Linked DNA regions of Mus musculus: regions 2 and 3 are each linked to region 1. The links are chromatin contacts, called in public HiCAR-type maps. All regions are on one chromosome and are shown on one strand. Each heading gives the region's core, a stretch centred on a gene start, on an enhancer-like site or on the middle of the called end of the contact. The rest is flanking DNA. Distances are from core to core; before and after follow the strand shown. Region 1 holds the start of Fam174a (family with sequence similarity 174, member A). Region 2 holds the start of Neu4 (sialidase 4). Region 3 holds the start of Thap4 (THAP domain containing 4).

What was found. HiCAR-type assays count read pairs that join an accessible place to other places.
Region 2: a contact with region 1 is called in a HiCAR-type map of astrocytes, with 7 times the contacts expected there. The contact joins the promoter of Neu4 here to the promoter of Fam174a in region 1. A contact is called at or near these places in 4 of 39 promoter capture datasets (frontonasal cranial neural crest, hematopoietic stem and progenitor cells, hippocampal neurons and 1 more) and 1 of 115 datasets of contacts at active chromatin or transcription factors (astrocytes).
Region 3: a contact with region 1 is called in a HiCAR-type map of astrocytes, with 2.3 times the contacts expected there. The contact joins the promoter of Thap4 here to the promoter of Fam174a in region 1. A contact is called at or near these places in 1 of 115 datasets of contacts at active chromatin or transcription factors (astrocytes) and 2 of 9 other capture datasets (adipose tissue and pancreatic islet).

The regions. Positions count from the first base shown.
Region 1 is chr1:95,311,884-95,315,625 of GRCm38.p6, forward strand. Fam174a (family with sequence similarity 174, member A) reads left to right here and starts at 1,745. Exons shown (of 3, transcript NM_026321.4): 1 at 1,745-2,367. The coding sequence starts at 1,934.
Region 2 is chr1:94,018,786-94,022,544 of GRCm38.p6, forward strand. Neu4 (sialidase 4) reads left to right here and starts at 1,708. Exons shown (of 4, transcript NM_173772.3): 1 at 1,708-1,831; 2 at 3,573-3,759. The coding sequence starts at 3,605.
Region 3 is chr1:93,753,453-93,757,670 of GRCm38.p6, forward strand. It overlaps Thap4 (THAP domain containing 4), which reads right to left and starts at 1,386. Exons shown (of 6, transcript NM_025920.3): 1 at 1,005-1,386. The coding sequence starts at 1,081. It overlaps Atg4b (autophagy related 4B, cysteine peptidase), which reads left to right and starts at 1,453. Exons shown (of 13, transcript NM_174874.4): 1 at 1,453-1,602. The coding sequence starts at 1,593.

The sequences.
Region 1 (3,742 bases), core at 495-2,994:
ATTAAAACAAAACAAAACAAAACAAAACAAACAAAACAAACAAAACAAAACAAAACAAAACAAAAAAACAGGTGTTACAAGAATGTCTATACTGACTACAGCAGACCTGTGGGCAAATGACAGTGTATCTGCACAAATTATAGCACAACACCTATTGAGAATGAAGAACTATGTTTGTATCAACCAGAGATCTCTTGTTGGCCAAGAGGTTGTTATGGAGGCTTTTTTGACCCCTCGGGAAAATACTATAGAGTCAATTACATTATAATTAAAAGATGCATTGATTATCTGCTAGCAGGGCAATAGTCTTAAAGCCCAAGCTCATGCATGTTGTGAGGAGTGGTATGGGGAAAGGCTTTTTAAAGACAAAACCACAAGATCTTCAATATTTATGCAAATAACCAAATACTGGTCTTTTCTGCCAAGCTTACGTGGGCAAGGCCAAACAATCTTTGGGTATCTGCATAAGTAAATTACACAATTAAAAAAGCAGCTAGTCATATCATAATGCCATGGCTGTGCATTTCTGTATGTGGTCACTGAGTCCAGGTTACTGGGAGCTTATCTTCAAGGGACTGGAGTCAGAGACAAATGGCTAATGGGTACCAAGTTGGATGCTTAGCATAAAATGAAGTTTTGTTAACCCTCACAAGGGAAATACTTCAGCTCTTGTTTGAAAATGCCTGCAAAATTAAGTAGAATTCACAGATACCTGTCTTGTGACGTTCTGCATTTTAAGATTGGAACAGGCTGTCTAGAACATGTCTTCAGCTGTGATTTTAGAGGTCCTCTATAGCTACTGCAGTGTCTTCAGGGTAATCCTAATAGTTTCCAGGACATGGACTAAATTGCAGTTCCAGACCCTTAAACAGCTGACTCTTGACAGATGTCTGAGAAAGCCTTTTAAAAAATCTGTTTATAATAGACTGAAAGAAAGCTCAAGAAAGAACTAATCATATTTATACACAACCCATGCTCCAATGCCCCAGGCAGGTGTCTGGTTTTTCTCAGTGTTACTTGATGGAAATCTTAGATAAAGGCAACATTATTCAAATGTAAGAGAACTAAATTTGGAGTTCAAGTTCTGTAAAGTAAACTAGAGTAGGCAGATCACAGCCCCAGGTATTTGCTAAGGTAATATACAAACTTTCTCTCTTCCATAAGTTCAGGGATAGTTTTGCAGCTTGAGGCAGCCCATAGCAAAAACTAGTTAACAGGGGCACAATTTTCTTGTTGGTTTTATTTCAAAAGGATGACTGTAGGTCTCTGGAAATTGACAAGAGAGGTTTTTACAAATATTTACACTTTAAAGGGGGAAAACCTGAATAAACAACTTTACATTTTCCAAAGAAAGGGATTCCAAGAATAGTCGATACCCTTACAGCTAGAAAAAGCTCTCTTTAAAGTTTGTGATCCTCCTGAGGGAACTGAGAGGAAGTGTTTACTGATTAGATGTAGTTATGAAGTTTGACATCAAGGAAATTAAATCGAGTTTCCTATTGCTCCCGTTTCCCCACTTGGAAAGAACTGTAGGCATAACTGTTCATCTTGTTCAGGTTACCCACTCTGGCCCAAGCCTTTTCACTATTAGGAACACTCCTGAAACATGGAAAACCTAGTTGGGACCTCTCAGAGCGTCCCACAGCTACGCGTGCGCAATAGGCTCGAACCTCTGACGTCACTGAGCGCAGCCCGCCCCTACATATTAGCAACCGGAGGCGTCCGTAGCAGCAGTGGCTGCGGGGATGTACGAACTTCCGGTTGTCCCGGCAGGCTGCTGCCGCCGCCGCCGCCGAAGCCACCCGGCGCAGTCTCAGCCACCCGCTCTCCTCCGGAGAGTCGGCTCTGCGGTTCCGGCGCGCCCATGGTCGGCGCTGCGGACCGGGAGGCCGGCCCGGCGGCTGCGGCGTGCTGAGAGGCCGGCGTGGAGACCATGCCGACCCCGCGCGGCTGCTCCGGGCCTTGCCACTTCCTGGCTCCGGCCTTCGTGTTGTTGTTGCTGCCCGCTCTGAGCGGGTCCGGGGCGGTACCGTCGATGGTGGTCAGGGAGGTGCAGGAGTCCAAGTCTCCCAAGCCCGGGCCGCACACGCTGTCGCCGCTTCCTCCGGGCCCCACCGCGGCCCAGCCTCGGGGCCAAGCTCAGTCTGATGCTGCCGGGCTGCCAGGCGCGGAGAGCCGCAATGACAGCATCCCCGGGGCGGGGTCTGAGGCGGACGGCCTCGAAGGGAAGGCCGGAGAAGGTTCCCAGGGTGGCAGCCTGGCCGTGAGTCCCAGTCCTGGCGACAAACCCATGACCCAGCGGGCCCTGACCGTGTTGGTGGTGGTGAGCGCCGCGGTGCTGGTGTACTTCGTGGTCAGGACCGTCAGGTGAGGCACAGCCTCGATGGGCACCCCCTTGCAGCCTAGACCTGGCTGACAGGTGACCTGCTCCGTGAAGCAGGGACAATGTCTGTGACCTGGGCTTGACTTAACCCCTGCCCCCGCCCCAGCGTCAGGAACTGGAATCTAAGACCATCTGGTTGGCTGTCTTAATGGCCTGTGCTGCCTTAGCTGGTGACACAAGCTGTTGCCTTTCCTTTAGAAATCAGTAGCCTAACCTCAGCATCTTGCTCTCTGAGGCTTGCCTCTGCCTTCACAGACCCTGAAGTAGAAGTGCTCTTCCATCCCCAGGAATTTTGATTACAGTGCGGTGAAATACTTCTCTCACTACTCTGCAGTTGGTGTAACTAACACGTTTTGCCTGTTAGAATGCACTCCTATTTCTGAGGCAGGGTACCATAAAAGTAGCGCACAAAGTCCTGATTGGATGTTTCACTTTTGCAAAACTTGCCAATTATGTTTCTTAGATGGTGCCCTTAATCTATCCCAAAGTTAAATTGTCCTCAATTAATTGGGCGCCACATCTCTGGAGAGGTGTCACATAGAGGAAGACCCCCAAGCAGAAGGGGCTAGCTAGCCAAGAGAACAACTGTGGTTTCCCTTTCCCTAAAATGAGAGCAGATGGTATTTTGTGAGATCTGTACTGGTTTGTTTATTTCCTGTTTTCCAAATTACTTCACACTTTCCCATAACTACACACTACCGTTACTTAATGTCCTTAAATCCTCAAAACGAAATGTGGATTTTTAAAAAATAAGTACTTGTAAATGGAAAGCCAACATGGCGTGTCTTAAGTGGTTGATTAAAATGGTACGGTGTTTCTGTGTCGCCCAAACAATCTTATGGAATCTGTTTTTTTTACAAGTCTTCCTTAGCTCCTACTTTACATCTGTTTTCCAAATAACACATTCTCTTACAAGTGTATGAAATACAAAATATTTACTGGTAAGGCTTGAAATTCTACATTGGAACTGATATCAAGAAAATATGTCTTGTCACATTTTAGTGTTGTATATATTCTTAAAAAGAATCAGAAAAGGGTATTAAAGTGCACCCTTTTCCAAGTTGATATGTTTTTGAGGGTGGATTTTCTTTGTATCCATTAACCAAATTTTACAAATGATTTGATGCAGGCACAAATTTGAAAATCTAGGGTCCCCCCCCTTTTTTATTTTTTTGTACTCGGTTTAGGCCAAATGTTAAATAGATTTTGAAGGAAAAAAAGTCACTTTTTACTAGTTTTGGTTTTATGAACAGTTAACTTAAGATTACATTTTTAAAGCAAGTGTTCAATTTGTTCAGAGTTCATTGATGCTAGGTTAGAATCCACAGTTCTAAGCATATAAAGGAATGCAAGGCATTT
Region 2 (3,759 bases), core at 458-2,957, 1.3 Mb before region 1:
AACTTAAAATTGACAATGAGACCTAGAGAGAGAGCTCAGCCATTAAGCACATACTGCTCTTGTAGAGGATCAGGGTTAGGTTCCAGTACCTACATGAGGTGGCTCACACAGCCTATAACTCCACCACCAGGTGATCCAATGCTTTCTTCTGGCTTCTATAGGCATCCACAGGAGCATGCATGCAAGTCCTCTCTCCTCTCTCTCTCTCTCTCTCTCTCTCTCTCTCTCTCTCACACACACAGAGAGAGAAATAAATCTTTTAAAAACCTGACAAGTTATAAAAATAAGTGAAAGATTTTTACACATATACTCTTAAAATCCATCTTTGTATATGATTATGTATGCGTTGTCTCATGTGTATATGCCCACATACAGACATACTCATATGCATAATTAGACTAAATCTTAAAAAAATAACCTCAGTTGGAAATGATTTACCTCCAGCTATTCTCAATAATGCATTCATTCTTGGCCAGTTTTGTTATTTTCTTTCCTGAAATGAAGGGTGGCCCTGCTTCCAGAGCCAATTTCTCAGTGAGCTTACGCTGCACATCACAATTTGCCAATATAATACACATCAAAAGGAGCATTCTTAGAGTCTCTTCATTATTGTCATGTTACTGGGAAAACTGGGATGCCTTCATTGACCTCTTAGTTTCATTAAAAAGAATTTATAAAATTCTTTCTCATCAATTCATTAGTTAGATTAATTTAATTTAATTAAAAATTCATGGGGCTGGAGAAATGGCTTAGTGGTTAAGAGCACTGGCTGCTCTTCCAGAGATTCTGAGTTCAGTTCCCAGCAACCAAAAGGTAGCTCACAACCATCTGTAATGGGATCTGATGCTCTTTTCTGGTGTGTCTGAAGACAGTGGCTGTGTACTCACATAAAATAAATAAATCTTTAAAAAAATTCACAAAAGAACTTAACAATGGACTCAGGGAATTTCTAAGACAATTTTATTAGAGTTTAAGAGAAAAACCCCTGATCTCTGATGGTTTCTAACTGGCCAAGGACCCGAAGAAGGGAATCTGACTTCCCTGGTATGAAGCTGACAAGTTCAAACATGGCGTGGTCTGTAAGGGTGTGAGGCAAAGGCCTGGCCTGGCTTTGGTGTTCTAGGGCAATAGGTTGCCCAGGTCAAGCTGTACTATTTCTGCCAGAGCTGAAAAGCTTCAATTTTCTCTCGGTGATCCTTCACCTAAGGAAGACTTCACTTGGGATGGCATGAGTCTGTGCAGAAACACCGTACTCCTGGACAATCCCTGTCCCTGGTACTTCCTGAATGGGCCATTTGGGCAGTGGTATGGGGGAGGTCCTGCTCTTTGATGGAGGTCTCTATGGAAACCCAGAGCAATCTCAGAAAAGGATGCCTTTAATGTTTGACAGCCCTGTCCCCTTCATAGCTCTCAGTTTACCCTATGTACAATGGGTATCTGGGGCTTCTTTGGGTCCTGCTCTGTTTCCAGGCTGGGGAGTGGGATCAGGCTCCCAGCAGGCTGAATTCACAGTTCTTGTGGTCCTAGACTTTGGGAAACCATCCAAATAGACAGAGAATGTCTCTCTTGTGCCTGTTCGGTCTGAGCGGACGCGTGGCTCTCCGCACCTGCTTCTACTTGGGTACAATCACCCTTTGAGTGCAGAGCTGGGGTCTTCTAGGAGACAGGAGGCTTCTCAGAAGCCCCAGAGCTATTAGTGGTTGAACAGGACAGTGTGCATCACGGAGCTTGTGGCCCAGACTGTGCCTGGCAGACCCAGAGGACCTAAGGCTTGGCTCTAGTGGTGGTCAGCACAGCCCTCGGTGGTCTGCGGAGCCTGATATTGCTTTACGTGAGTGACTGTCTTCTACTTGTCTATCTTGTGTTCCAATCTGTGAGGTCATACTAAGTTCCTACTGAGACTTAATCTTTGTCCAGGTGCTATGCTAAGATGCCTCCTCTTGGTGTTCTGAGCTAGTTTCTTCTGTGTGGCTCTTGGTAGGCTGGTCAGGAGTGGCTGGTGTGGGCTGTGTGTCTGGCTATGTCCTGGCCTGGGGAGCCTGACCATGAGCTGTTTGGCTGGTGGTGGTCTGGCCTAGATGGCAGTGGGCTCTAACTGTTCATGTCCTGCAGGTAAAGCAGACGCTGCTCTTTTTCCCCATCAGCTATATACACTCACTTTCTGGTCTGCCATGGTGCCAATCAGACAGCAGTCTCTGGCAGATTCGGTTCATGCCCCCAACATACCTCTAATAGGTCGTTCTGTGTGGGAGGCTAAGTGGGGAGAAAATATTCTCTGGGACTGCCATCCTCTGGTGGCTCCAGTTCCATGTGGAAGTATTTTCTAGCTGTCACTCGGTCCAGGGACCCACCGATGGGGATGCATGGGGAAGGGGGTAGCTGTATGGACAAGAAGGGGTAAGGTGTTCATAAGCAGGTTTCTGATCGCACAGAGACTGATTGATGCCTACTTGATCCTTGGCTTGTGGGTGAGGTTAGGAAATGGCAGGGTATAGAGTAGGAGGCAGGACAGTAGATGATCATGAGGGGAGGCCTTAGTCCTTCCTTGTTCGCCGCATCCTCCCAGTTCTGGAATTCTGTCCACCAATCCTCTACCTTCTCAGCCTCACACTGACCCTGCTCTGACAGGGAGGAATCCACTTAGGGCTAAGCTAGGGCTTCTCTGCTTTTCTTGGCTTTTCTTTTTCTGCCTTTTGATCGACCCCGTCCCCTGGTAATCTCTCTGGCGCTTATGAGAACTACTTGGGGGTATGTATGCTGCAGGTAAGGGCTGTTCTGCTGTGCATCTCCTGTGTCTGAAGCTATTCGCCATGGAGACTGCTGGAGCTCCCTTCTGCTTCCATGTGGGTAGGTGCCAGGGTTCATCTGCCCCTGCTGTGTGATGTCTGGTCTCACATACCACAGGTGTTGACACTGAATACTTCTCCCTAACTTTTTTTTTGGTCTGATTTTGTCCAGAACTCTTGTTGGGTGAGTTCCATGAAGATGAGTGTCCAGGACACACCAGCTGGCAGGGCATGGTTTCTCTGCCCAGCTCCCCAGCACTAGCTAGCCGAGCAAAGGAGAAGCTTAGAAAGGAGGGAGGGGCCAGATTCATAGACATTTGGGGTACAGTGGTAGTGAGGGGCCTGGGGATGGGTTGTGAGAAATCTGGGCTGAGGCAGATAGAAAGCGCCATTAAGATGATCAGGTGACCCTGTGATCCATCCAATAGCTGAGGTGGAACAACAATATGAACTAACCAGAACCCCCCGGAACTCATGTCTCTAGCTGCATATGTATCAGAAGATGACCTAGTCGGCCATCACTGGGAAGAGAGGCCCATTGGTCTTGCAAACTTTATATGCCTCAGTACAGGGGTGGGGGTGGGGGAACGCCAGGGCCCAAGAAGTGGGAATGGGCGGGTAGGGGAATGAGGGGGGTGTAGGGTATGGGGAACTTTCGGGATAGCATTTGAAATTTGAAGTGTATATAAAGAAAATATCTAATAAAAAATAATTTTAAAAAGATGATCAGGTGGGCATGGGTCGTGCCTGTGGCCATGTAAACTTGTGAAGCCTCCTCCCCAACAGACTCCCTGGTACCTTGCTCCTACTGGAAGGTTATGGGGCCCACGCGTGTTCCCAGGAGAACGGTGCTCTTCCAGAGGGAAAGGACGGGCCTGACCTACCGTGTGCCTGCGTTACTCTGTGTGCCTCCCAGGCCTACTCTGCTGGCCTTCGCGGAACAGCGACTTAGCCCTGATGACTCCCATGCCCA
Region 3 (4,218 bases), core at 136-2,635, 1.6 Mb before region 1:
CAGTGTTTAGTGAGCTAGATTTCTGGAGTTTCCCCGCCCCAATTTGGGCACTGTCTACCCATATACCATGTTAGAACATGGGGAAGCCAACATCAGTCCTTGCAACACTGCCTCATTTTCAACTGTTAACAAAACTTCTGGGGCATGTTCTATGTGAAATTGTTACGGAAACATTCTGGTTGACTTGTAAGATTGTTTAACGTTACTAGGTTTTGTTTTGAACCAGGTCTTAAGGACTGGAGACTTAATGTAACCCTGTGAACTTTCAACAGATACGTGCCATTCCCATCTTTAAATTTTAACACCAAGTACTAAGAGGTGGCAGGATGTGCGAAGTGACTTCCAAGGCAGAGTCCCTTCGCTCGCTGTTCACTCCTGTTGGAAATCACAGGAGAGGACCAACTGAGGGAGTCTCGAAAGCCTTTGGAAGGCGCGGCCCGCACAAGGGCCACCGAGAACCCCCTGGAAAGCCCTTTCCACGGTCATCCCCCGGGCCTCTGCCAGAGTGCAGGATGCGGGAGGTGATCGGTGCCAGTGCCTGGGCCGCAGGACCCCATAGGAAGGCGATGAGGGCTATGGATGCAGGAAGTAGAGCTGCGTGCGCCGGGCCGCACTCCTGCCACACACCTCCGGGCGGGCTTGCCCCGCCGAGGCAAGAGTGGAGAACTGCCCGAAAGCAAAGATCAGGATTAACCTGAGAAGGCGCCCTTGCAGAATACTCCTGAAATTGGCAGGGCCAGCCCAAATCAGTGCGACGCCCGTTGGTGGAGGTGGCGGAGGGGGCCTCCGGCCGCTCTGCCCGAGGCATGGCCGTGCTGGTCCCCAAAGCCGGCGGTCCAAGCCAAGGTCATAAAGCTCCACGACCCGTCCACCTCCCACAGTTACCCTCGGTTAGCCGGCCCCCCACTCCCGGTCCCCGGAGCTCGGCCCGCCGCGCGGCCTCAGTTTCCCCGCGGGCCCCGGCCAGGGCGGGGGCGTGGCGGACCCGGAGGCGGGCCGCGTACCTGTGGAAGGAGACAGCGCGTTTCTCGCCCTTGCCCTGCCTGTTGGAACAGTTCACGGCCGCGCAGCAGATCACCATTGCGGGCCTCGGTCGTGAGCGCCGCCAGGCTCCGATCCTTGCCGCCCGCCCGCTGGCCCGACCCGCCCCGAGGGAGCGCGGCGACACAGCTCGGGACGTGGGCCGCGGCCGAGCCGTACGGCAAGATGGCTGCGCGCTGCCGCCCGCACCACGCTGCGCTCGGACTGCCCGGCCACGGCGCCGGCGTCGCGGCCGCAGCGGGCGGTGAGTCCGTACCGAGACATGCGCGGGTGGCTGTCTGTACGGAAAGATGGCGGCGCCGGAGGAGCGCAGCTCGGGCCGGCTCCCGGGTGTTCCGAAGCGGCGGCGCGGGCCGGGGGCGGGGCGGCCGCGTCCGGTTAGGAACCACACGCGCCGAGGCCCCACCCCCCGCGTGCCCACCGCCGTACGGCGAGATGGCGACGCCCGCGCTTCCGCTGCGCCGCGCTTGGCTGCCGCGGCTTCCCGTCGCCGTGTCGCGCAGTAGTCCGTCGGAGCGACGGCACGGTCAGTCGGCAGCCGGACAGGGAAGATGGACGCAGGTAAGGAGGGCGGACGCCTGCCCTGTCGCGGGCGGGCTCCCGTGGCCGCCCGCTGGGGCGGAGGCCGGTGTGTTGGGCTGGGCGGGCCGCGCCTCCCCGCAGCGCTCAGTACCGGGTTCGCGGGGCCACTCGTCAGCGCCTCGGCCTCCGGCGCTCGGCCGCGGCCCTCGGGGAGCGTCCCAGCCTGTGGGCTCGCGGCTGCGGGCGTGAGGGCAGGGAGTCTGAGGGACGCATCAGGACGCGGGCACCCTGGTGCCCGGAGAGGACCGGTGCGCCGCGAGGGTGGGCCTTGCGGTGTCCATTGAAGAGCCGACCTCTTTAACTTCTGTCAAGTTGTTGGCCGCTGGTCCAGCTACCACAACATGCACATCTTTTGTCTTTGAAGTTCAATAACCTGTGTAGGTGAGCCCCGCTCCTGTTCTGACAGCGGATCAGTCACATGCTACTTTGACTTCTTGAGGTCCTAATACTGGGTTAAGTGTGGGTGGGTTTTGTTTGTTTGTTTGTTTGTTTGTTTTTAACTGACTCTTGCTTCTGAAGCTGGAGAGTGCGGTTCTTTGTTTATGTTGGCCAGAAGTCTTGGAGATGCAAATCTATCAAATAAGTTGTTTGCTAATAGCCCTAAAAATACCCACCCCACCCCATTCCACCCCACCCCACCCCCAACAGAGGTTCTCTCATTCCCTCAGCAGCGTTAGCGGGTTTTTTTTTTTTTTTTTGGTTTTCTTTTTCTTTTTTCCTTTTTTTAATTTAAGAGCGACCTGCCTTCAAGAATCCACTCCTTTGTGAAGGAGTCCTGCTACCTGATTTCATTGTACTTTTCTTGAATGGCGTTGCTTTTGATGGTTTTCTTCTGACAGCTGTGTTAGAGAAGTAGTCGGCTCTTACTTGGGAGTAATGCCTACAGTTAATACACATTTCAGCAGTTTATGGCATCCGTAGCTGGAGGAAGCAGGAACGTTGACTCCCCAAGATGCATGAGCCAGGTGTATATTTTTTTAAGATAATTCATTTTTTTTTTTTTTTTAGAATGAATAACTGAAGCTGTCACACCACAGTGCCTCTTGGAGGTGTGGAATGGGATAATACATTGAATTACTTAATTATCCTCTCCCCCACTTTTTTTTTTAAAGACAAGGCCTCACTGTTTAGTCTTGTCTAATATGTAGACCATGCTGACCCAAGACTCACAGAAATATATCTGCTTGCTTGTACATCCCCAATGCTGAAATTAAGTGGGTGTTTAATGCTGCTGTGAGATCAAACTCAAAAGACATCTGTGTTTGAAGACTTGTGTTAATGGTGATAAAACACTTTTTTTTAAATACAGTATGATGGTGCAATTTTTCTCCTGATATAATTCTGGGTGGCATTTTATGATCTACCTTCTGATCTCCCACCACCCTTGTAATGTTGCTTCTGGTTATTCTTATAATTGTGTGTGCTGTGTTTGTGTGTTTTCTCTCTCTTTCTCTCTCAGCAGTATCTCTCCACAAAACCCTCACTGTACTAGAACTCAGGATGTAGATCAGGCTGGCCTTGAAGTGCTGGACTTAAAAAGTGTGAGCCATCCTGCCCTACCTACCTTGATCTTTTTATAAACTACATTTGTTATTGGGTATCAGGAGTTTCAATCTAGACATTGGACTAGAAAAATGGACAAAGGAAAAGAAATGCTGTCTGAGGCCCCTGACATTCTCTACAGGAGACCAGAAGTATATAGGCCTGGATGGTGCTTATATGGGAGAGTGATGTGGGCTAGGTTATAGGTGACTGGAACTGTAGCAGGATGGACAAAAACAAATCTCACTTTGGAAGCATATTTAAAGGTTTTTTTGGATAATTCATTATTTTCCCCTTCCCCTACTCCCCTCCATCCCATCTTAAGTACACCTACCCCATGCTCTGTGAAAGTACATTCTTGTCGAGACTAAACCAAAAACTAAACCAAAAACAAAGTGGCATGGAGGTTCATGCCCCAGGAGTTCAGTGAGCTGGAGGACTGGAGAGATGGTTCAGTGGTTAGAGAACTAACTTACTGGTCTTCTAGAAGACCAGTTCAGTTCCTAGTACCTATGTTAGGTAGCCCATAATCCCCGGGACTCTAGTCCAGGGGACCCAGTGCCTAGGGCACCACACTCACATGCCCACATGCAGACATGTGCCTACACTGTTGGTTGGTTTTGGAGATGGGTTTCTGTGCAGCTCTGGCTGTCTTAGAACTCACTCTGTAGGTCAGGCTGGCCTTGAACTCAGAGATCTGCTTGCCCTGCCCCAGAGTGCTGAGATTAAAGTCATGTGCTACCTCCCTCCTCCCACACCCAGTTTAGGTTTTTGTTGTTGTTGTTTAAGTTTCACCAAAGATGGTGAAAGATGATTTAGGTTCAGTCATGAATCCTTGCTGGGTCACTGTGAGGACTCACAAGTTTATTCTGAGTAGGACTCCTTGGGAGGTTTTGAGATGAGTATGTGAAATTTAACAGACTTGCTATGGGATTTTTTAAAAACCCAACATTTTTCTTATATAATTTGTATTTATCTTTTGAGATTAAAACATAATCACATCATATTTCCCTTTCCCCTTTCTTCTTCAAGCCCCTCCCAGACATTTCCTCC